Linked DNA regions of Mus musculus: all the other regions are linked to region 3. A link is a contact called in public promoter capture Hi-C data. All regions are on one chromosome and are shown on one strand. The core of a region is the stretch at or near the end of the contact, and the rest is flanking DNA. Distances in the headings are between cores, read along the strand shown.

Evidence for each region. Promoter capture Hi-C pulls out the DNA fragments that hold promoters and counts their contacts. Capture Hi-C pulls out chosen DNA fragments and counts their contacts.
Region 1: a contact with region 3 is called in a promoter capture Hi-C map of liver, with 3 times the contacts expected there. The contact joins the promoter of Pla1a here to the promoter of Ccdc58 in region 3. A contact is called at or near these places in 1 of 39 promoter capture datasets (liver) and 1 of 9 other capture datasets (adipose tissue).
Region 2: a contact with region 3 is called in a promoter capture Hi-C map of liver, with 2.7 times the contacts expected there. The contact joins the promoter of Adprh here to the promoter of Ccdc58 in region 3. A contact is called at or near these places in 5 of 39 promoter capture datasets (3T3-L1-derived adipocytes, the C10 cell line, liver and 1 more).
Region 4: a promoter capture Hi-C map of pre-B cells shows a contact between it and region 3, with 4 times the contacts expected there. The contact joins the promoter of Gsk3b here to the promoter of Ccdc58 in region 3. A contact is called at or near these places in 3 of 39 promoter capture datasets (the C10 cell line, liver and pre-B cells) and 1 of 9 other capture datasets (adipose tissue).
Region 5: a contact with region 3 is called in a promoter capture Hi-C map of pre-B cells, with 10 times the contacts expected there. The contact joins the promoter of Tmem39a here to the promoter of Ccdc58 in region 3. A contact is called at or near these places in 3 of 39 promoter capture datasets (cranial neural crest, liver and pre-B cells), 1 of 484 Hi-C or Micro-C datasets (pre-B cells), 1 of 115 datasets of contacts at active chromatin or transcription factors (astrocytes) and 1 of 9 other capture datasets (liver).
Region 6: a contact with region 3 is called in a promoter capture Hi-C map of liver, with 5 times the contacts expected there. The contact joins the promoter of Cox17 here to the promoter of Ccdc58 in region 3. A contact is called at or near these places in 1 of 39 promoter capture datasets (pre-B cells), 1 of 484 Hi-C or Micro-C datasets (CD4 T cells) and 1 of 9 other capture datasets (liver).

What each region holds. Positions count from the first base shown.
Region 1 is chr16:38,431,027-38,434,625 of GRCm38.p6, forward strand. Pla1a (phospholipase A1 member A) reads right to left here and starts at 2,119. Exons shown (of 11, transcript NM_134102.4): 1 at 1,778-2,119. The coding sequence starts at 1,850. It overlaps Gm36333 (a long non-coding RNA gene), which reads left to right and starts at 2,190. Exons shown (of 2, transcript XR_384843.4): 1 at 2,190-2,477.
Region 2 is chr16:38,451,116-38,454,512 of GRCm38.p6, forward strand. Adprh (ADP-ribosylarginine hydrolase) reads right to left here and starts at 1,574. Exons shown (of 4, transcript NM_007414.3): 1 at 1,414-1,574.
Region 3 is chr16:36,070,208-36,073,587 of GRCm38.p6, forward strand. Ccdc58 (coiled-coil domain containing 58) reads left to right here and starts at 1,453. Exons shown (of 5, transcript NM_198645.2): 1 at 1,453-1,930. The coding sequence starts at 1,880. It overlaps Fam162a (family with sequence similarity 162, member A), which reads right to left and starts at 1,354. Exons shown (of 5, transcript NM_027342.2): 1 at 1,263-1,354. The coding sequence starts at 1,296.
Region 4 is chr16:38,087,182-38,090,587 of GRCm38.p6, forward strand. It overlaps Gsk3b (glycogen synthase kinase 3 beta), which reads left to right and starts at 1,820. Exons shown (of 11, transcript NM_019827.7): 1 at 1,820-3,406. The coding sequence starts at 3,345. BC031361 (cDNA sequence BC031361) reads right to left here and starts at 2,079. Exons shown (of 1, transcript NR_033221.1): 1 at 1-2,079.
Region 5 is chr16:38,560,747-38,564,171 of GRCm38.p6, forward strand. It overlaps Tmem39a (transmembrane protein 39a), which reads left to right and starts at 2,068. Exons shown (of 9, transcript NM_026407.3): 1 at 2,068-2,384; 2 at 3,369-3,425.
Region 6 is chr16:38,345,670-38,349,042 of GRCm38.p6, forward strand. It overlaps Cox17 (cytochrome c oxidase assembly protein 17, copper chaperone), which reads left to right and starts at 1,330. Exons shown (of 3, transcript NM_001017429.2): 1 at 1,330-1,538. The coding sequence starts at 1,432.

The DNA.
Region 1 (3,599 bases), core at 869-3,368, 2.4 Mb after region 3:
ATTGTTGACAACAGTACTTAGTTAAGGCAGAAATGTCAGGGAATAGCTGGGAAATAGAAAAGCTTGGGCCTGCAAGGTCTGTCTGAAGAAAGAGGGCAGCAAACAAAGGCAAGCCGATGGGGGAGGGCTCTGGAGACCCTGCTAGCAAGCACTGCCTGCTCTCTTCCTGCATGGGTACCTGGAATCCCATCCACACTTAGAACTGATCAGTCCTTATCCTAACCCCAACCCAATAACCTAACTCAAGGCTTCTGATCTTCCGTCTGTGTCTGGAACTGTGAGCTTGCTGCCAGGCAAGGTTGCAAAGAAAGTGTGGGGACAATTCTCTTCCAGTCTTCCCACCCTGACATTTCAATTTGGGCCTGGCAGGGAACACCTTCCCCCCACCCCCCATCAGGGGCAGAGCTGCTGTGAAGCAACAGAGGAGCCTGCTGAACCACCTCTCCCAACAGCACCCGAAGTTCCCCTAGGAGCATCTGGGATATGTCTTATCTTTTTCCTAAAGTGGCTTGTGACAGTTCTTTCCCCCTTTCTCCCATCAACTATTCACTAATAATAAATACAATCACCCGAATATAAGCGACTGTTACAGGTCCAGTTTGTGCACGCACTTCCTGTAGTCCTTGACAGCATCCCAATTTGGTAAGGACAGTCTCCAAGGACAGATAAAGAAAAGTCACTTCCTCAAAGTTCTAAACACAAAGACAGATAGATATACTTAATCCATGTCTGCCGGCTCAGCGTGTACTCCCCCAGTTCATTGCTGCTCACTGGGCAGGGGTGCAGTACCATTCACTAAGCCTGTCCTACATGGACTAAATGTACGCAAGAGACTGGAGCCCCAGACCCACCCCTTATAGGAACAAACAACCAAGGGAGACAAAAACCCCACAGGAAGCCGAGGAAAAGCTGCCTAGGGTGTAAGGAGAGAATAGATCTGTGTGATCCGGACTTTGGAACACATTTGGAAATGCTGAGCAGGGCAGTGAATTGCTTTGAGGAAAGACCCCTCCCAAGAGGCAAAGGCTAGAAATAGCGCTGTCTGAGCAAGTCCCGGTGGGCGTTCAGAAGCTGAGAGATGGGAACCCTCTTAGGGGAGGACAGAAAAGCAGTCTGTGGTTGGGAGGTGGAGACACGAGACCCTTCTGATTGTTCTGCCTGTGTGCAGGCCTGTGAGGTGTGTGTGTGCATACATATGTGAGTGCATGTGTGCGAGTGTGTGTGTGTGTATGACAAAAATGTTCTTGAACTTTCCCAAAAGTTAGTTTGGCAAACTTAAAAGTAACTACAGCCGGGTGTGGTGGCGCACGCCTTTAATCCCAGCACTTGGGAGGCAGAGGCAGGTGGATTTCTGAGTTTGAGGCCAGCCTGGTCTACAGAGTGAGTTCCAGGACAGCCAGGGCTATACAGAGAAACCCTGTCTTGAAAAAAAAAATTTAAAAAGTAACTACATAGAAAACAGTAGCCGTTAGTAGGATGAAAATTAATATTGAGAGTTAGTCAAAGGTAATTTTTGTTACAGTCACTTTGGCTTGAACAAGGTGAAAAGGGTTATAATTCGGATTTTAGAAAAATGAGTCAGGAGATGGGGGAAGTTCAGTTTTGGTGTCCCAAGAAGGCACTGGTCTCACCACTAATTCCCGTTATGATAAGAGGGTTTTCCCCTTTCTTTTAAAATCGCCGCCAGAGATAAAGAACTTTTAGGGGACCTTCCAAAGTCAGTGCTGTGTAAGAGGACAGTTTAAGAAATAAGGTTCCACCCAAGCCCTTGGCTTACCTGAACTTCCAATGCTGAGCCATAAAAGTGGTCCCCACAACCAGAAGCATGTCTCCCAGAGGCCAGGACGCATCGTGGAGCTGGAGTCCTGGAGCCAGAATGAAGGAGAGTCCCCAAGCCTGGGATGTCACATGGCCCAGCCTTCAAGCAAACATGTAACACCCACTTGGGACTTAGGAATCATTAACTGGCTCTGTGGCTTGTAAAATAAATAAATAAATAAATAAACCTTCCTATTTGTTTAACCTCTGGAGTTTTCAGTTTCCTCTTCTCAATGAAAATGAGCCAACCTTCCCACTTTTTTTTTTTTAAGCAGGGGACATTGAAACATACCGTTCTTCCTCTCTGCACCAAAGAAGATCAGGAAGTGACTTTTTCCCATTATGAAATCTCAGTGATGGCCCAAGGCAGCCTTTCATCTCCCAGTGGTTACAAAACTCTCACCGTAATGGAATTTCTGTGGACATATTTGTCCCTGGGATACTGAGCAGCTGGAGGCTGGAAAGCTCTTTCACTTTTGGATCCCTAGGGAACCTCACCCGGTGTGCAGCCAATGACACACGTATGGGTACGTTTATGGGACAGAGTAAAGGGAGATCCAATTTGCTTCTGCAAAGTACTGCTGCCTTCCACAGCCTCTCGAGGTTAGGAAGTCAAGTCCAACCCAAGAGAAGAGACATCTTGATGCCTGAGCTCACAGGTAAAGAACCAAGAGCAGGAGATGTGAGTGACGTGGGAACACTATTGATGGATGTGGTCTAGCCTGGGTTTGGAGCCAGGGAGTCTGTCCTCTCGTGCTGCCACCTCACTCCAGGGGTAGTGGAGACCACAGAATCTGATATTTTTGCAGGCTAGAGCAGGGCAGGGCCCTTCCTGGGTCAGTGTTCCTGCAACAGGAGCACACCATTACAAGGCGGAGAGCCGGAAGCAGGCAAGCATCATCTTTCGGAAGAGTAGCTTTGTGAAGGAGTGCTGTTGGCACACATGCTTTCCAGCCCTGTCCGGGAACATCCAGAGCGTACAAAGGTGATACCGGGTAGGGGGTTAGAGCTGGACAGGTTATACCAGAACAGAGCCACTGCCCTGGGTGTATCCATGGGCAGCCTAGCAATTGTGAGTACCTGGTTCAGTGACAGACTCTGTCTTGAAAGATAGTAGAAGTCAGCAGACATGGATCTCTGCCACACACATACACACACACACACACACACACACACGAAGTAAAATTTGAAATGTATGAAAATTTATGGTGAAGAATGAATCTCCTACCCACTGTTGTCTCTTCCTTCCAGTTCCAGAGTCCATAGAAAGCCACCATTTTCATTTGTTGTTTTTTTTTTATTTATTTTTATTGTAGATTCTTATGCAATAATTCCTGACCATTTTTTCCTCCCTCCACTCCCCCCAGCTCTTCCCCACATGCTCGTTCCCTGAGATCTACTCCCCATCTCTTTCCTCTTCAGAAGGCCTCTAAGAGATGACAGCCAAATGGAGCAAAGCAAGATGACAATAAGACAAAGCAAAAAGCCCTCATATCGAGGCTAGACAAAGCAACCCAAAATAAGGGAAAGAGTCTCAAGGACAGGCAAATGAGTCACAGATCCAGTGTTAGGAGTCCCACAAAAGCACCAAGCTGACGGCCATGACGTATGTATATGCAGAGGGCCTGGTGCAGATGCATGCAGGCCCCAAGCTTGGTGTTTCGCTCTTTTAAGTCCTGTTTAGTTGACTGAGTGAGTGCCAAGCCCAGCATGGCCTTGGAGGGGACAGAATAACATGGTCCCTGCCTCTGAGACAAGGCCAGCACATCTGAGCCTCTATG
Region 2 (3,397 bases), core at 324-2,823, 2.4 Mb after region 3:
TATCCATCTACAACCAATTCTATAAGCAATTTTCCCTTTACCAGCAATATTTAAAAATTTTTAAATGATTTAGTTTTATTTACATATTCTAGTTTATATTCAGTTTTATTTACATACTCTAGTTTTTTGGCTTCACTGGTATCTGTGTGAGGGTGTTGGGCCCCCTGGAACTGGCTCTGTGAGCTGCCATGTGGGTGCTGGGAATTGAACCTGAGCCCCTCTGGAAGAACAGCCAGTGCTCTCAAACTGCTGAGCCATGTCTCCAGCCCCTTGTCTGTCTTCTATATGGTAAAAGTTCTATAGTGCCGGGCTGCAAATGCTATTCCCACCACAAATGAAATCCTTGCTAAAGCCCTGGCTTCCCGGTGTACACATTTTCTACTCTACTCAGGCCAGGGCTCCATGACACCCATTCCGTGTGGTGATTCAGTGTTCCACTGTCTGCCCCCTCCACGCACCCAGCCTCCCCATGAACAGGGGCAAACACTCTTAGGGGCAAAAAGACCTAGCTCACCCCTGCCCTCAGCCCAAGCTCTTCCCATCCACCTGTCTTTCTTCCTCTAACCGCCATTTTAGGTTTAGTTCAAGCCCAGGTACCTCCACCATCCATCTAGTCACACTGCTCAGGTCTAGGGCACAGGCCAGCAGAGACCTGGAGAAGCAGTTAAGGGTAAAGATCTGGCTTTTCCATGCTTGATCCTGATTACATGTGTGTGTGTGTGTGTGTGTGTGTGTGTGTGTGTGTTGTGTGTGTGTGGTGTTGTGTGTGTGTGTTTTATGTATAAATAACGGCTAGGAACTAGAGTTCTGTAGTCTCTTGTGTTAGCTCTGTGACCACTAACAATCCTCTCACGCTGGAGTTTCCCATCTGTTTCCCATCTGTGGGGGAGGAAGGCCTCGTTCTCCGAGGTCCTGTTTTGGCCCAGGTTTTCGAAGCCCTAGCTTTGTTAACCTCTGAGAACTAAGGACTAACGCCCCCACCTTCTCCTCCCAATGCTCCAGGTTCCCTTTTTGAGCTCTCCATGGAAGAGTGTGGGAACCTACGGAGGAAGTAGCCAGTATCTTTTCTCTTTGAAATTCCTTTTCACCTTGGCACATGCATCCATCCTGGCCCAGACCCACCCTTCAGAAGTCATTATTCCTTAACCCACTCTAAACGGGCACAGGTGACAAAGCCATCAAACTATACAATCAAAGCCGAAGTACACTTCGGGATTTCCCATTGGTTTCCTGGCCTGGGTAGAAAGAGGAATAGGGAGAGGGGATGAGGGGAGGGGAGGCCGCGATGCACTCAGGAAAGTCTTGGTGGCCACTTTGAGGACACTGGCCTAGCACCAGTCTGGAGGTGAGAGCGGGACCGAGCGGGTACTAAGGTCAGTAAGAGGAGAGTGGCTCGGGGACTCCTGGCTGTACCTGCTGAGGCGGAGCTGAGAGCGTGGGGCGGGATCGGGGTGGTCCAGAGCCGAGGGCAGGATTGCCCGAGCTGGAGGCGGGGTACCGGGCGCAGGAGTCCTGCTGTGGGCACCCAAGCCAAAAGCCGAACAGGGGCGGAGCCGCGGGCCGGGCGGGTCGCTGGCGCACAGCGGCTTCCGGCGGAGCTGCGTCCTCCCGCGTCCTCCGCACTGGACGGAAGGAGGAAGGGGCGGTGCTGGGGGCGCCCAAGCCTTGCGCATCAGCTCGGGAACCGCTCCGCGCTGCGTGTGGGCCGAGTGGAGTGGTGTCCGGCCAGCCTCGTGCTCGCCCTGCCAGGGTTCTGCCCTGCCAGGGTTCTGCCCCGCGGACCGTTGGACTCCCAGAGCCTGGTACCCACCGCCCAGAGCGGCTTGGGCTCACCGATTCTAACCCTAGTCCGTTCAGCCGTGGTTCTGCGTGCTCTCCACAGAAGGGTTTCAAACGGGAGCTTAGAGGGGAACTCTTAAGGTTCTTTCCCCTAAATTATGACTCTGGATTTGTTAAAACCCTAAGGTGGCAATGGCGGCGTTGAGCCCAGATGTCAGGTTCCGAGAATAAACGTGTGCCAGTGAACACTCCCCCGTACCCTCGACCCAGCTCGGTACAGCCTCGTCTCCGGAAAGGCACAAATCGGGCCTTGTGCTTAAATGGAGTATCTGCTTCTATACAGTGACCCTGACGCACATCAAAGATCCTGCTTTGACTCCTTAGACTTAAGATCAGAACATGTCTGCTCAAAAATTTCAGACCTACTCCCAAGAACTCACATCCCCTCTTCTATGTCTTCAAAACAGAAAAAAAGGAAAGACTTATCTGGGAAGGAAACTTGAACTGAACATTTAACATCTATTAATTTTGGCGTTGGTGACTCTATTCTTGTGTAAATAAATCTATTAATCACAATAATAAAGGAGGTGTTCACGTGGAGTTTAGGGACTTTTATTAAGCAAAAATAAATTGATAAGTCATAGGAAAGTTAATATATTTAATAAATGTGTGTGTGTTGCTTGGAAGGGTAAGCATCAAATTGCAAATAATTAGAAGAGGAACAAGAAGCTTTCCGAGTAAAGAGAGGAATGAAGGAAAATTAAATTTTGATTTATTTTTTGAGACTAGGCTGGTCTCAAACTCGTGATCCTCCTGCCTCTACCTTTAGAATGCTAGAATTTCAGTCTTACAACACCACACCTAGTTTATATCTTTTAGAATATTTTTTCTATATTATATCTAAAGATATTTTAGAGAAAAATAGAAACTAGATGTTACCCCTGATACATATATCAGTCTTTATGGTATGCATATGATTTTAAAACAATGGGGTCATTTTTTAAATAGAATTTTATATCCTTTCTTAAAAACTGGCTTTATCAACTACTAATGTGACTCCAAATGTCCACAAACATTAACACTTCCACAATAAGCCAACTTCTAGTTTGATACAATAAAAAGGGTGAGGCCCTGGGGTCCAGCTGCTCTCTCACCAGATCGCGGTTAAAACTGTTTTAAAAGAGAAAAGATTCACTGAGGATCAGAAAACAGAACAGTCCAAGACAGCTTTGACACTGCATAGACCCAAATGTGTTGAGTGCGGATGACACTGTAACACTATGAGTGTTCTGACTGATAAAGCTTAGGGACCGTGCACTAGCACCCCTGCACACTGACAGGAAGTAGTTCATATGCAGGGTGGGTTGGACTCTCTAACAGAGACTAACAGTGGAACAGCAGCAAGGGCCAAAGGAGAACAGAGCACAGGATAGACCAGAAAACTCCTCAGAATAATAAACGCAGAGAGTGCGGAAACTGGAAAGCCAGGGACGGAGACGTGGAAAGCCAAAAGCAGCTGCTATGTGGTCCATTCAGGAAGACTAAGATGATATCTGAGCAGCTAACTGTATGTCCTCTTGGCTGGACCACAGCACCCAGATTGTTCAAATCTTCCTCC
Region 3 (3,380 bases), core at 203-2,702:
CTCACAGATCACCTGGCAGTCGTTGCCCATAACATCCTTGGTGTGCTATTAAAACATTCCCCATCGGAAGTAAAATTGTTGTTAAATTGTGCAAGGAAGTCTGTCTTGGTTAGAGGCCCAGCAGAGAAGTTCCAAAACATCAGAAATCTTCCAAGACACTTTAGCTTTCCATGACGTGTGCTACAGTCTAGAAAAGTAACTACTGCCAGTGTTTAAGTGACTTTCACATAACTCACAGGTTGCTGATTCTTTTGCTTGCTCTTTTGAAAACTTTGTAATACTTAATAAACATGCACATCGAGATTTTAGATGATTAGATCTTAACTGATACAAATCAAAACCAGTAAAAGAATGAGTGCTTTTTCTCTTTCTCCGTTTTCTTTCTAGAGCAGAGTGGGTGTGAGTTTTTAAGGGTGTAAGCAATGCTGACCCATTGAAAGGTCTTTCAGTCGGTAAAATCTAACCTCTTCACCGGCTACTCTTTACGCAACTATTCTCCATGTACTATTTTTTTTTTTTTGCATTGCTTCAATTACATTTACAATATACATTACTCCAATAACAAAACGTGGAGCTATTCTTTCTCTAAAAATTTAACAACTCTGTAGTAATTTGATGCCATGGAACAAAGGATAGATCATGAAAGTTCATAAAGATGATCAAAAGGTAAGCTACCCTCTAAAGACCCTCAAGATACAAGCTGCAAACTCTCTGATTTCTCAACTTGATAATTCAAGGCTCTCTAGATTTCCCCGAGGCGGGATACGTTCACGTTACCAGACTCCAAAACACTCAACCGCTCCAATGTTTACTGAGAAAACAGGCTATAGACCTTACGTTATTAGCATAACACTTTCCCCTAAGAGAGTCCCGGCACTTACCGCACTATTGTTTAAAAGTATGTACTACCACCCACAACTTAAGGCAACAATTACTCGTATTCTGTGAGATCTTTGAGTCCCTCACCTAAAGAGGGAGGGACAAGTAGGAAGGCACAAGTAGAATAACGGATAGGAGAAAGTCAGGGTGGAAAGCATTACTTCCGTGGATAACTCTTAATAGGAGCTCACAGGAGGATGGGGACCAGGTGGAGGCATCAAGGCACTAACTTAAGATGGGAGCTGCGTGAATGAGCGCCAGATACCAGGGTCTCGGCCAGCCCCCCGCGTCTGCTAAGGCGCTGCGGTCCTCACACGGTTGCAGTAAGCAGGACACCCCCACCGGCGATGCCCCCTCCTGCCGCCCGCAGACCCGCGTCTCACCAGCCGCCAGGCGCAGGCCGCCGAGGCTCCACATGGCCACCCGCTCCGCCGACGCACAGCACCCCACGGCGGCCGCGGCGCTGGCGCTCAATGTCACCAAGGGCCCGCGTGGGGAGGGCGCTGGCGGGGTGGGCGGGGCGTGCCGGCGTGACGCAGCGGGCGTGCGGGACGTGCGCGACGAGCGGAGGATGCGGCCAAACGCCCTGCCTGCCCGGGCATGATGAAGGCGGAGGAGGGAGGGCGATGTCTGCCAACTGCGAAGCGCTGAGTAGTGTTTTAGGACTGTGCAAGCGAGTCACACACGCGGAGGGACTCGGGACCAGGGCCCTATGGCGTCCGGGCTTCGGGAATGCCCGAAGGAAGCCTGCTTTCCACTTAGCTATGTTTTTAAAAACATCTAGTCATTCTCACCGCTTGCCCACCCTCACCTCCCCAAACGCCGTTAGTTTCTCGACGCTTCTTCGAGGGGCTCATCCCTCATTAGCAACCCGATGCTCTAGGCTTAGCGAGAGGAAAGGCAACCGCCCGGGCTCACGGTATTTGCTGTCAGGCAGCACCGCGGACACCTCTGCTCCACGGTGATTGGTCGGCTGCGGGGGTCCTCGTGTTCGTTCAATATGGCGGCGCCCAGTGGCAGTGTGAACTGTGAAGAGTTCGCCGAGTTCCAGGTGATGAGGTTTTCCACACGTGGCAAGCTTGTCCAGCCTTTTGTCCCCACGTCCCAGTCGGTGCTTTGGTCCGGGAAGGGAGGATAGACAAACTGTAGGAAAAGCAAGTTGCTCAGAGCTTTTTATAGGGGAGCCTTTGGAGGTCATGGGGGCTGGGGGTGGCCTTGGAAAGCGGAGGTGCTCAGCGTAGGAGGTGCCGGAGGCTCACCGGGTCATTCTGGAGCGGTCAGGCCGAGCTCTGAAGCTGTGGGTAGGGATAGTTAATAGTTCAGTAGTTCTCCGAACTTCATTCCCAGCTTCTACCAAAACTCCCCTACTTCTAAGTTGAGATTTTGTGGGAGAGAAAAAGTGAAAGAGACCTTGTGTACTTGATAAAGTATTTGGCATAGTGCCTTTTTATGTGTGTGGTGCGATACAATGAATATTTGGAAGCTTGGGGGAGGGTTAAGTCAAATACTTGGTCTGTGCTATCGCCTTCTTGATCCCGAGAGAAGGTGTAACACTTAAGTCAAATATGTGTCTTTTTTGGTACTAAAAATTTCAAAGGTTGAATAGTTAACCAAGAATTCAAGAATAACGATCCGGATGTTGATCAATTCACAATGATGGTTCTGCTATTAAATTAGAGTTGAAGCTAAACAAAAAAACAAAAAAACAAAAAAACATGACCTTTAAAAGTGTATTTTAAGTAGAGATAGTAAAATTTGTTAAACATGTCATTTCCCTATCTGTAGTAACCGTAATACTTTGAGTAGCTTGTAGGTAGTGGTATTCTTGAAGATAACCTCACCAAATTGATTTATTTGGTAAATAATTAGGCCAAAAGTATTTTTTTAACATTTATTTTTATGGGCATCGGTGTTTTGTGGGCATGTATTTCTGTGCACCACATCTGTGCATTAGCTGCAGAGGCCAAAAGAGGGCATTGTATCTCTTAGGACTGAAGTTACAAACTTTTGCAAGTTGCCATATGGGTGCTAGGAATTGAACCTGAGTCCTCTGCAAGAACAGACAGATACTCTTATCCACTGAACCATCATCTCTCCAGCCCCTTGGCCAAAAGACCTAATGAATCTGTGAGTTTAAAAAAAAAAAAAATCAAAAGATTTGTTTACCCAGAACCAGTCTTAGCATATGTTTTAATTTTGTAAATAGGCATTAATTTTTGTTCCCACTCCTTCACAGATAGAACCAGAACATACATGAAGGTACTGTAACAATGTAAAACATTACTATGGCATTTACATTTAGATGAATTTGGTAAAATTATGAAAAACATGGTTGACTGGAATTCTCACAAATTACTAAACAAAATTAATATTCTCAAGAGTTGTTAGATCACTTTGTATGTAGGTATCCTAACCAAGAAAACCAAACAAACCAACCAACCAACCAAACAAACAAACAAAAAAAAGGGTTTTTAAAGTCACTTGAAACAAATGAGTGCTTT
Region 4 (3,406 bases), core at 570-3,069, 2.0 Mb after region 3:
TTGAACTAGTTTTATATACAAGAATAGCCACGTTGCCAGTTTCTGCAAACTAAACCCTTGTTATTTACCTTCCTGCTGGTATAATTAGGTAGGGAGGATTTAAAGTTCTGCACCACAGCAGTTTAGGAACAGTGGCAAAGGTCTTTCATAATAGCATGGAGAGGCACCATTCAAATGACAAAGTTGCCAAGCAAGGCGGCTGCTTTTAAGATTCTTTACCCTCCCCCATGGCATCGGGCTACCTTATAGACGATTTTAATTGTGAAGAACAAGAGTCTCTTCTGCACTTGAGGCATAAAGTCTCCGATAAGGAATGAGATTACAAATTGGCTGCCTGTCGGGCACATTTTCCTGGGATTTTTTACTTTGTTGGTCTACGTGGTTTCGGCATATCGGTTGCCAACACGTCAGATTTAGAGATCACACATAAAACTTCAACGTTATGGTTTTGGTAATTAAAAAAAAAAAAAAAGGAGAATACGATTATTTTAATGGTGGACCCCCTTAAGGGCATGGATGGAACTCCCGTTTCCACATCATCTAACATTCCTATTGTCTTCCACCAGGCCGGTGTCATTCGCTTTATTTGCCAGGCCTCTACAGACATCTGAGTCTGCAAACACTATCCAGACCTTTACTGGCTCCCTTCAAAGCTTACTTTGTTCTGTCCCAAGTCCCTCATCAGATTTTAAAGCAATAGCTAAGCAATCTGATCAAGTACGTGTACTTTTACATGTGCTTTCTGGAGATAGCATCTCAACAGAAAGAGATGACTATGCGGGTGGGTATTACAAGTATCACGGGATTACAGTCAGGATTGCCAGTGTCCACTCTAACTTACTCTAGTCGTAGTAGCCACGCCACACAGCTCTCGGATGGACCAAGGCAATGGTCTCCTTTGTAGAACAATGGACGCTGGACTACATGTGAAACCTACTTAGGCAGCAGTGTGCTGATCATCCAATAACACTAAAAACTGCTGCGAGCAATTCTGACTTGAGCTTCCTCCTAGGATTCGAGGTACTGTCCTGACCACATTTCCCCTCACCTGTTTTCGGGGCTGCTTTTGCGCTGGACAGTCGCGCCCATGGACCGCGCTCATCTAGCATGAGCTCATCTCTCGGGGGCGTTTCCAGAAGGCCTGGTCTGGCCTTGTGCGCCTGCTGCAAAGGGCTCCCCCCCCCCCCCCCACGAGATCAGCGGCCCCCCGCGATGGGCGGGCGCGGCTGCCCAGAGGCTCTCCTTCTCTGGAAGCTTTGTTCCCATTTAAGCGCTAGAGGGTTCGGCCCCGGCCACGGCGCCCTACGTCTTTCAGAGAATAGACGTTCTCATAGGCTCAGCACGCGCGGTGGGGAGCCTCGGGCGCACTTGGTAAGCCGCGCCCCGCGGAGCTCCCGGGAATGGGGACGGCCTCACGCCCCACTAGAGCGCTCGGGGCCCGACCCTCCGACCGCAGCATTGTCGGACCGGGCTGCACAGCCAGCACGAGCGTCGGCTCGGAAAGCAGATGCAGGCCGACCACTCATCCCGTCCGCCCGCTTAGGGACCACCCGAGGCCAATCCCACTGCAGCTAGGTCTTGCGATTGCACAGCAGTGAGCGCCTATTGGCCGCCGCCACGGGCTCCTGCACCCTCCTTCTCCCTTTCGAAGCTCCCCTCCCCCCGCGCTCCAGCTCGACGCTGCAGACCAATGAGATGGCACTTTATAGGTGCCCTCCCTCCGCTTTCTTCTTCTCCCCGCCTCAAAGAGGGAGGGGAGGCTCTGACTGGCCCGATGTCCTCGGAAGCCCCCTTCCCTTCACCAATCACCGAGAAAGGTACACGCCCAGCGGAGTTGTCCAGCCAATGAGGAAACGGGCGCGGCGCCCAGCCGTGCAGTTCCTCCCGCGACTCGGGAGTTTCGCCGTCCTTAACTCTTGAGGCTTTTCCCTGAGGGCCAACAGCTCTGATTGGCCACTGTCGCTATTGTCGACTCTTCTCTCTAGCCAGCCACAGGACAAGGAGAACCCTCTTCCCTTCTGTTCGGCTACCTTCGGCATTCCTCGTTGCTGGGGCGTGGTCTCCCAGCGGCGTCTCCTCATTGGTTATCCAGGTCGCTCGGCTTTTTCCGGCAGGAGCTGCAAGCAAGCGACGTCTCTGATTGGTTCCGGCTTGGGTTTCGGCTCTACAGCCGAAGCTGGCGGGCGCGGGCTCGGCGAGCGATTCCCAGACGCCTGTAACGCGGGCGGCGGGGCGCTGGGCGGTGTAAGGGCTGGGTGGGGGAGGAAGGAGGCGGAGGACGAGTAGGAAGGGGGAGGGGGAGTGGGGAAGGGCTAGGCGGCTGCGCAGACGGCGCGCCTCGCACAGAGCAGCCCCCGACCCGGCCGAATGCGGGCTTGTGTCGCCGCCGTCGCCGCCGCCTGGGCCGAGTGACAAAGGAAGGAAGGCAGCAAGGAGGAGCCGGCCTTGCAGCCGCTGACAGGGCTTCGGGCTCCGGGCACAGCGCGGACACTTCCCGAGCAGCCGCTGAGCAAAGGCGAGGGGCGGAGGCCGGCCGTGCCGGGGCCACGGACGGGGGAGGGGACCCCGAGGGACGGAAGCGGTTGCCTGGTTCCCATGTCCCCGGCGTATGGGGAGCAGTCAGGGAGCCGCTGCCTGGGGTCTGAAGGGAGCTGCCTCCGCCGCCGCTGCCGCCATGGCCGCTGGATCCAGCCACCGCCTGCAGCTGCTCCTGGCGCAATGAGGAGAGGAGCCGCCGCCACCGCCCGCCGCTGACTCGCGACTGCGCTGCCCTCCGGTTCACCCGGCCGCCGCCGCCGTCAGACCGCCGGATCCCGCTGCTGCCGGAGCCGCAGCGTTTGCCGTCGCATCTCCGAGCCATCTCCTCCCTCCTTCCCATCCCCCTTCTCTTCAAGCGTGAGGCTCGTGATCCTTCCGCCGCTTCCCTTCTTCATTGACTCGGAAAAAAATCCCCGAGGAAAAATATAATACTCAGAGTACTTATTTTCAATCAAGTATTTGCCCTCGTTCACGTGATATATATATATTTTTAAGGATTCCACTCCACCCTTTTTCTCCTCTTCCAGGAAAGGGAGGTGAAAGAATTGTATTTTTCTCCCAGCTCTAAATCATCTATGTGTTAAATATCCGTACCGATCTGTCTTGAAGAAATACATAGCTCCTTTTTTTTTTCCTTCTTCTTAAATAGCTATACAAAAGGAGTGAAAAGCCAAGAGAACGAAGTCTTTCTTTCTCTTTCTTGCGGGAGAACTTAATGCTGCATTTATCATTAACCTAGCACCCTAACATAAAACAAAAGGAAGAAAAGGATTAAGGAAGGAAAAGGTGATTCAAGAAGAGCCATCATGTCGGGGCGACCGAGAACCACCTCCTTTGCGGAGAGCTGCAAGCCAGTGCAGCAGCCTTC
Region 5 (3,425 bases), core at 818-3,317, 2.5 Mb after region 3:
GGTTGCTGGAATTTGAACTCAGGAACTCTGGAAGAGCAGTCAGTGCTTTTGACCACTGAGCCATCTCACCCGCCCTCACCTGCTGCTTCCTTAAAGCCTCATTTCTCATTCTCTGGGTCGAGTTCTAGTTCCCTGATTGGTATCCATACTCTTTTCTACACAAACACACAGGTATACAATTCAAGATGCACAATTGGGGAGAGGCTGTGTGTAAAGTGCTTGTGATGCAAACGTGAGGCCAGGAGTCCTCCAGGAGCTATGCCAAGTTGGATGTGGTAGTAGACATCTGATTCTAGCAGGCCTGTGGGAGGATGGGAGGCAGAGGCAGGAGACTCCCCAGAAGCTCAAAGGCCACATAGCCTGTCATACGAAACAACCAATAACAAGGAGAACTGTCTCAGACTAGGTGGAAAGTACCCAAGGTTGTCCTATGACCTCCACACTCTTGGCCTGGCATTCACATGCCCCCCCACCCCACCCCCCACACATAAACAATATGCATATGTGAGGGAACACGTGGCATTTCTCTTTTCAAACTTGTTGCCTTACTTGATATAATATTTTCCAGTTCTATCATCATTTTTCTTTAAAGCTTAGTAAAAACCATCGTGGGTTTTTTAATGATCCACCCATCTGAAGATGCACATGTAGACTGACTCAATTTCCTTGCTGTTGTGAATGAAACGGTAGTAAACATGGATGTGCAACTATCTTTGGGTGCATATGGTCAGGACTGGTACAGCCAGGTCCTGTCATTGTGATTTTTGTTTGTTTTCATTTTCAAACACCTCCATCATGAAGGCCACAGTGGTTACACCTTTCTATACTGACACCAACTGTGAGTAAGGATCCTTCTCCTCTCCATCCTAGCCAACATTTTGATTTATTTATATCTATTTATCTTTTTTCTTGATGATAGCAAATCTGACTGAGGTGAGATGGCATCTCAATGTAGTTATAATTTGCATCCCCCTGGCCTCCACCGGCACACCAGGCTTATTCTTCTTTATTTTACCTTTTTCTACTTTAAAGATTTATTTATTTTATATATGTGAGTGCACTGTAGCTGTCTTCAGACACACCAGATGAGGGCATCAAGTCCCATTACAGATGGTTGTGAGCCACCATGTGATTTCTGGGAATTGAACTCAGGACCATTCAGTGCTCTTTAACTGCTGAGCCAACTCTCCAGCCCTATCAGGCTTGCTTCATTTTGATATCAAACTACTGACAGTTCTGGGCAACATTGGGCTGCCTATCTTTTTTTTGGGGGGGGGGGTAGGGTGAAGGCTAGGGATTGAACTCAGCATGGTAAAGTAAGCTGTACAATTGAGACTCCATATCTTTTTATTTACCACGTACTGTCCTCGGAAAACAGCTTACTCATCTTTGGAGCTTCAGACCCTTTACAGTATTGGCACTAGTGCCATCCCTGGACCTCAGATGTAGTTTTGTTTCGTTTTTTTTTTTTTTTTTGACACAAGGTTTCTCTGTGTAGCCCTGGCTGTCCTGGAACTCACTCTGTAGACCATGCTGGCCTCGAACTCAGAAATCCACCTGCCTCTGCCTCCCAAGTGCTGGGATTAAAGGCGTGCGCCACCACTGCTCTGCTCAGATATACTTCTAACTGTGAATTTATTGTTCTTAACAGCATTACTGAAGCTTGTTGCTGCGTTCTCTTATTTATTAGACTTAACTTTTCTAGAACTCATTCTTTATTTCTATTATCTACCTAGTTCATTATTTAATATTCAGTCCCTGCAAGGGGCAGGCGTCCGACGTGCTTGTCACAGTCGTTTGCATATGAAAGACGTGATCTTAGGTGGCATCTCCGAATTTCCCTTCTCTTCTCCAAGCATTTCTCTAGACACTAGCTGACTGGAGCCAGGGAAAATTTGGGGAAAAAAACAACCAAAAACCAAACTAACCAACAAACAGAAAAACTCCGCCGGGCACGTATGGGCCGGAAAGCCCGGGCGCCGGAGAGTCCCACTGCGCAGGTGCGCCGGGAGGAGGGCGAGCCAGCTCTGCTGGCCGCAAGCCTGTTTCCGGGGGCCAGCGCGACGCAGAGCTGACGTCATCGCTGTGCGCTGCCACGTCTCCTCAGCTCCCGGGCGATGGAGGCTGAGGATGATGAGTCTTGGTGATGGGGTCGGACTGTGCTTCTGACTTTAGCTCTGGCTCTGGCACGGACTCCCGGTCTGGGTCTGGTAACCTAGCGACCCGAGAGCTTTCTTCGACTGTCCAGTGGGATCCTGCCTGCGTCCCGGCAGCTGTTTTTGGAGCGCTTTAGAGGAGGGAGTGAGTTTGGGTGCCCGGGGTCGCGGCTGTGAAGCCGCCGCCTCCTCCCAGGGATCCCTCTCCGTGGCCAGCCTGTCCCATGCGTGAGTTTTACTTAACCTGCTTTGTCATCTCGCCGGCCCTGGCGTGCTTCGGCTCTTTCGGCCGCCGGCCTGAGACCACTAGGTGATTCCGTCTTGGAGGTTTAGTCCAGTCAAGTTTGTGGTTTCTCGCCTTCCACCTCGAACAATCTTACGCTGATGCGCCCCAGCCTTTTGCCCTCACCGTACTTTCTCTTTAATTGAGCAGGGATCAGCTTTCTTTGCCTTTAACAGTTTGGAGTCTTTGTCCCACCTGGCGTTTGTTAGCCTACAGTGGACTAGGGAACCTCGGATCCCTCTACAGTAGTAATGTTAAGCAAAAAAAAAAATTTTTTTTTTCAGAGTATTTTTAGTCGTATTTAGGAAATACGTGGTATATGTTGGCAGAACCATGTTTGCCGAAATTGAGGAAAACATAATGTCGTCGTCCGCCCACCTCCCCCCTGAAGATCTCTTTAGCCCTTTAATTTTGCACGTTCATTTAATTTCTTAGCGGTTTTACAGAAGCTTTTCTGAAACGGGCAACCATTTGAGTGAAATGAAGAAACAAACTCTGGTTAAATGACTTGGTCAAGGTCAGAAACCTGCGGCAAATCTTAGTCAGATTCCTTGATAACAACCTCATATTTTGGACAGAGATATTTCCTGTATTTCAAGTGATTTTAATGTGAAATTGCAAATTAGAATCGAGTAAGTTGTGGTGTTTCTTGTAGAATGCCACCTTGTAGATTGTAGTCTTGTTTTATTTAAGAAAAAGTCAGCAAGACAAGACACCAGCCGGGAGTTGCCTTAATGCTGAATACAGCTGAGCTCAGAATTTAAACCTCTGACCTTACCCCAGATCCAAGCAGTATATAGGGACAGGAACATTTATTTGAAAATTCAATCTGGATTTTATAAGATCTGCTCACTGAGTTTTAACATTTGCTTGTTATACTGACTTCTAGAAAAAGTTACAATCTTTCTTTCTTTTTTAATATTATTCAGATTTGAAATAAGTTGACAGTCATCAGCCTGGGTGGCAACTTCAGGTGGCACTGGAAA
Region 6 (3,373 bases), core at 80-2,579, 2.3 Mb after region 3:
TCCTAGTTGAATTTAAGAAATGCCAGGAAAAGGCATTTTTAATTCTGTTAATTGGTATAATGACAAATATCTGATTGCACAATTAATAAAACCAGTTTAGGAGCTGAGGGTATGTAACCCAGTTTGTAGACTATTTGCCTAACATGCAGGAAGTCCTTATATACCAGGAAAGGATGGCACACACTTGTAATTCCAACATTTAATAATCAGTTCAGGGTCATCCACAGATCATTCAAGGCCAGCTTAGGCTAGAGACTTTGTCTATAAATATTTATATTAAAATTAAAACCACTTTTTTGGGTGTGTGTGAAGAAATGGCTCACTGGTTAAGAGTATTGGCTGCTCTTCTGGAGATTCTGAGTTCAATTCCCAGCAATTACATGGTGGCTCATGACTATCTGTGATGAGATCTGATGCCCTCTTCTGGTGTGTCTGAAGACAGCTACAGTGTACTCAGATACATACAATAAATAACTACAAACCACTTTTTTCCTGACCTACAGCTAGTTTAAGGAAGCCACTCAATGCTGTACATCTTAGTGAACTTGAATACAATTAGAATGGTTGATTTGAAGCAATGGAGCTCTACTGAGGGGGTTACACTTTCAGTATCAGTTACCATGTCATTTACTTATCCAAAACACACACACACACACACACACACACACACACACACACACAGAGAGAGAGAGAGAGAGAGAGAGAGAGAGAGAGAGAGAGAAACAGAGACAGAGAGACAGAGACAGCCCATCACAGTTGTTGAAAGTAGAAAAAAATCTTATCTTCTTTCATGACTACTGTGTCATGATATATTATCTGAAAATTTAGCATATATGCCGGAGAGAAATAGGAGGTAGGGGGCCTTTGTATCTGTATCTGCAGAATGTCTACAAAGCAGGAAGGAAGAAAGACCATAAAATATCCCAGGGTGGAACCCGGATCTGCTACTGCTTGTCCAGTACCAAAAGGTCAGCCCTGAAAATACGAATACAGTTAGCATTATACTGGACTGAATGGGTCATATAGGAATATATGTATGCATGTATACATATAAGCATGCAATAACAATTAGGGAGGAAAAGGCCATGAATTTGAAGGATAGTGGGGAATGGGTATGTATATGTAAGGATTTGTAGAAAGGAAAGGGAAAGGGAAAATGATGTAATTAAATTACAATCTCAAAAACAAAACAAAAACAAAAACCATTCTGGGTGACCTTTTAACCTTTGCGCCAGCGCTGACGCCACGCCCTTGGAGCGAGGCCTTGTACCACTTCTTTTGCGCACGCGCTTCTTAGACTTACTTCCGTCCGGAGAGGCGGGACTTCCTGTCCCCCTTCGATTGACTGCGGAAGTGGAGACAGACGGCTCAGGGTAGTCGGAGTTTGGGAGCTTTGCGCGTGTGCGCTCATAGTTGCTTTCGCCTGGAAAGATGCCGGGACTGGCGGCCGCTAGCCCTGCCCCGCCCGAGGCTCAGGAGAAGAAGCCACTGAAGCCCTGCTGTGCCTGCCCGGAAACCAAGAAGGCGCGTGATGCGTGGTCAGTGCGTAGCCCGGGAGGGAAGCCCGGGCTTTAGCAGCTCGGCTCCACTCTGCTCTCTGGGACTCTGGAGATGCAGGGACCCATAGTTCCGCTGTCCTCTCTGCTCCCTGATCCCGCACCCCAGTCTCAGTTAGGGGTCAACGGAGAGGGCAAGAGGTTACATTGATCCCAAGGTTCTCGTCCTTCATTCCTTACTACGATTGCATTTTAGTCTTCTTAGGGATAAGACCCAGATAAATAGAAGTGCGTAAAGATGCTTCTTGATTTAAAGGCATTTAAAATATGTGGAGATTTGTTACCAGCCAATACTATACCACCAGCTGTGATAGATTTACTAAGACCTAGGTGTAAATTTTTCAGGTAATCTTTAGTAATTTTTTTTTTTTTTGGTCGAAACGTGTGAATAGTAGAACACAGGATACATTTCTGAAGGGATACCCTTTCCAAGAAGTTAAAAGTCAACCTGTCTGGAGCTGGAGAGATGGCTAAGTGGATAAAAGCCCTGGTTGACCTTCCAGAGGGCCTAGTTTCGATTCCCAGCACCCACACGACTGTTAACAATCTTGTGTAATTCCAACCCCAGAATAATCTGACACCCCCTTCTAGCTATTGCGGGCACTGCACACACATGGTGTGCAGGCAAAACACCTATACACATAAAAACAAATTGTAAAACTTGTCTACAGGACAGAGGTGATATTAATGTTCATCGACTTTATCATCAAGTCACAAAAGGTTTTGTTTGGTCTCCTCCCTTTTATGTAGCCTGGGTTCTGGGGCAGATACTGAAGTCCTCAGTGTGGCTATGCATCTCCATCTTCTCCCATCAAAGCAGAAAAATACTCGGAGAAACAAATATGGATTCTCATGGTGTGATTTCATTACCGGAGAGACTGAAACAGTTTTAAGTCTAGCCTGAACATCCGAGTGAGACCATGTCTCAAAATAAAAATAGAAAAATACACAAAACAAAGTATTCCTTGGTATTGTAAGGTAATAAGAGTGTAACCAGTTATTATTATCACTACCTATAAATGGAGAATTTAAAGATCGATCTGATACCAAGGTTCTTGAAATACCAAGGTAACCTGCTTAAGGAGACTTTGGTGTGGCTCAAGACTCAGAGCTTAGAAATACAGTCAGGCTTTGAATCTTCTCCCTCCAAGTTGGTGACCTTATGCAAGGTACTTAACAAGTCTGCTTCACACGTGTGTTGAACGAGTCCCGCATTTCTGTAAGGTTTAGCAGTGGGTGTCGGTGGTAAGGGGAAGCTAGCTGTTATACGGAACTCACTGTCACACCCAGTCTTCTCATCTGCTGGTAAGGATGGTAATAGGAGAACCTCTTATTCTTTTTGAGACAGGGTTTTGCCATGTAGCCCAAGCTGGCCTCCTCCTGAGGAGTCTCCTGTCTTAGCTTCCCGAGCATGATTACAGGGGTGTTTCAGTACATTTGGGCTCTTGTGACTACTCTTAGGATTTTATCATCACAGACCCTTAACCTTCTGAAGAACGATTCATCTTGGTTGCTCGTGGCTACCAGATCTCTTTTGATGTTTATGTTGTTGGGTGTTTAATGATTAAAGGTAGGCTTAGGTATTTGGATGTAAGAGGAAAAGGAGAAACAGGAAGTTAATTTCTGTGTGATAGGAGGACCAAACGTTAGACTCTTTCCTCGTCATTTTATGTAAATATTCAGTTTATTTCATTATAAAGAAATGTTTATTATTCCTTGGGTATAGAATAAAGGCATCATTTGCTACACATAATTATTTCATCTAATTAGAACCTTCCCCAGACAACAACAAAAACAAACGTTAAGACCTTAGTTCT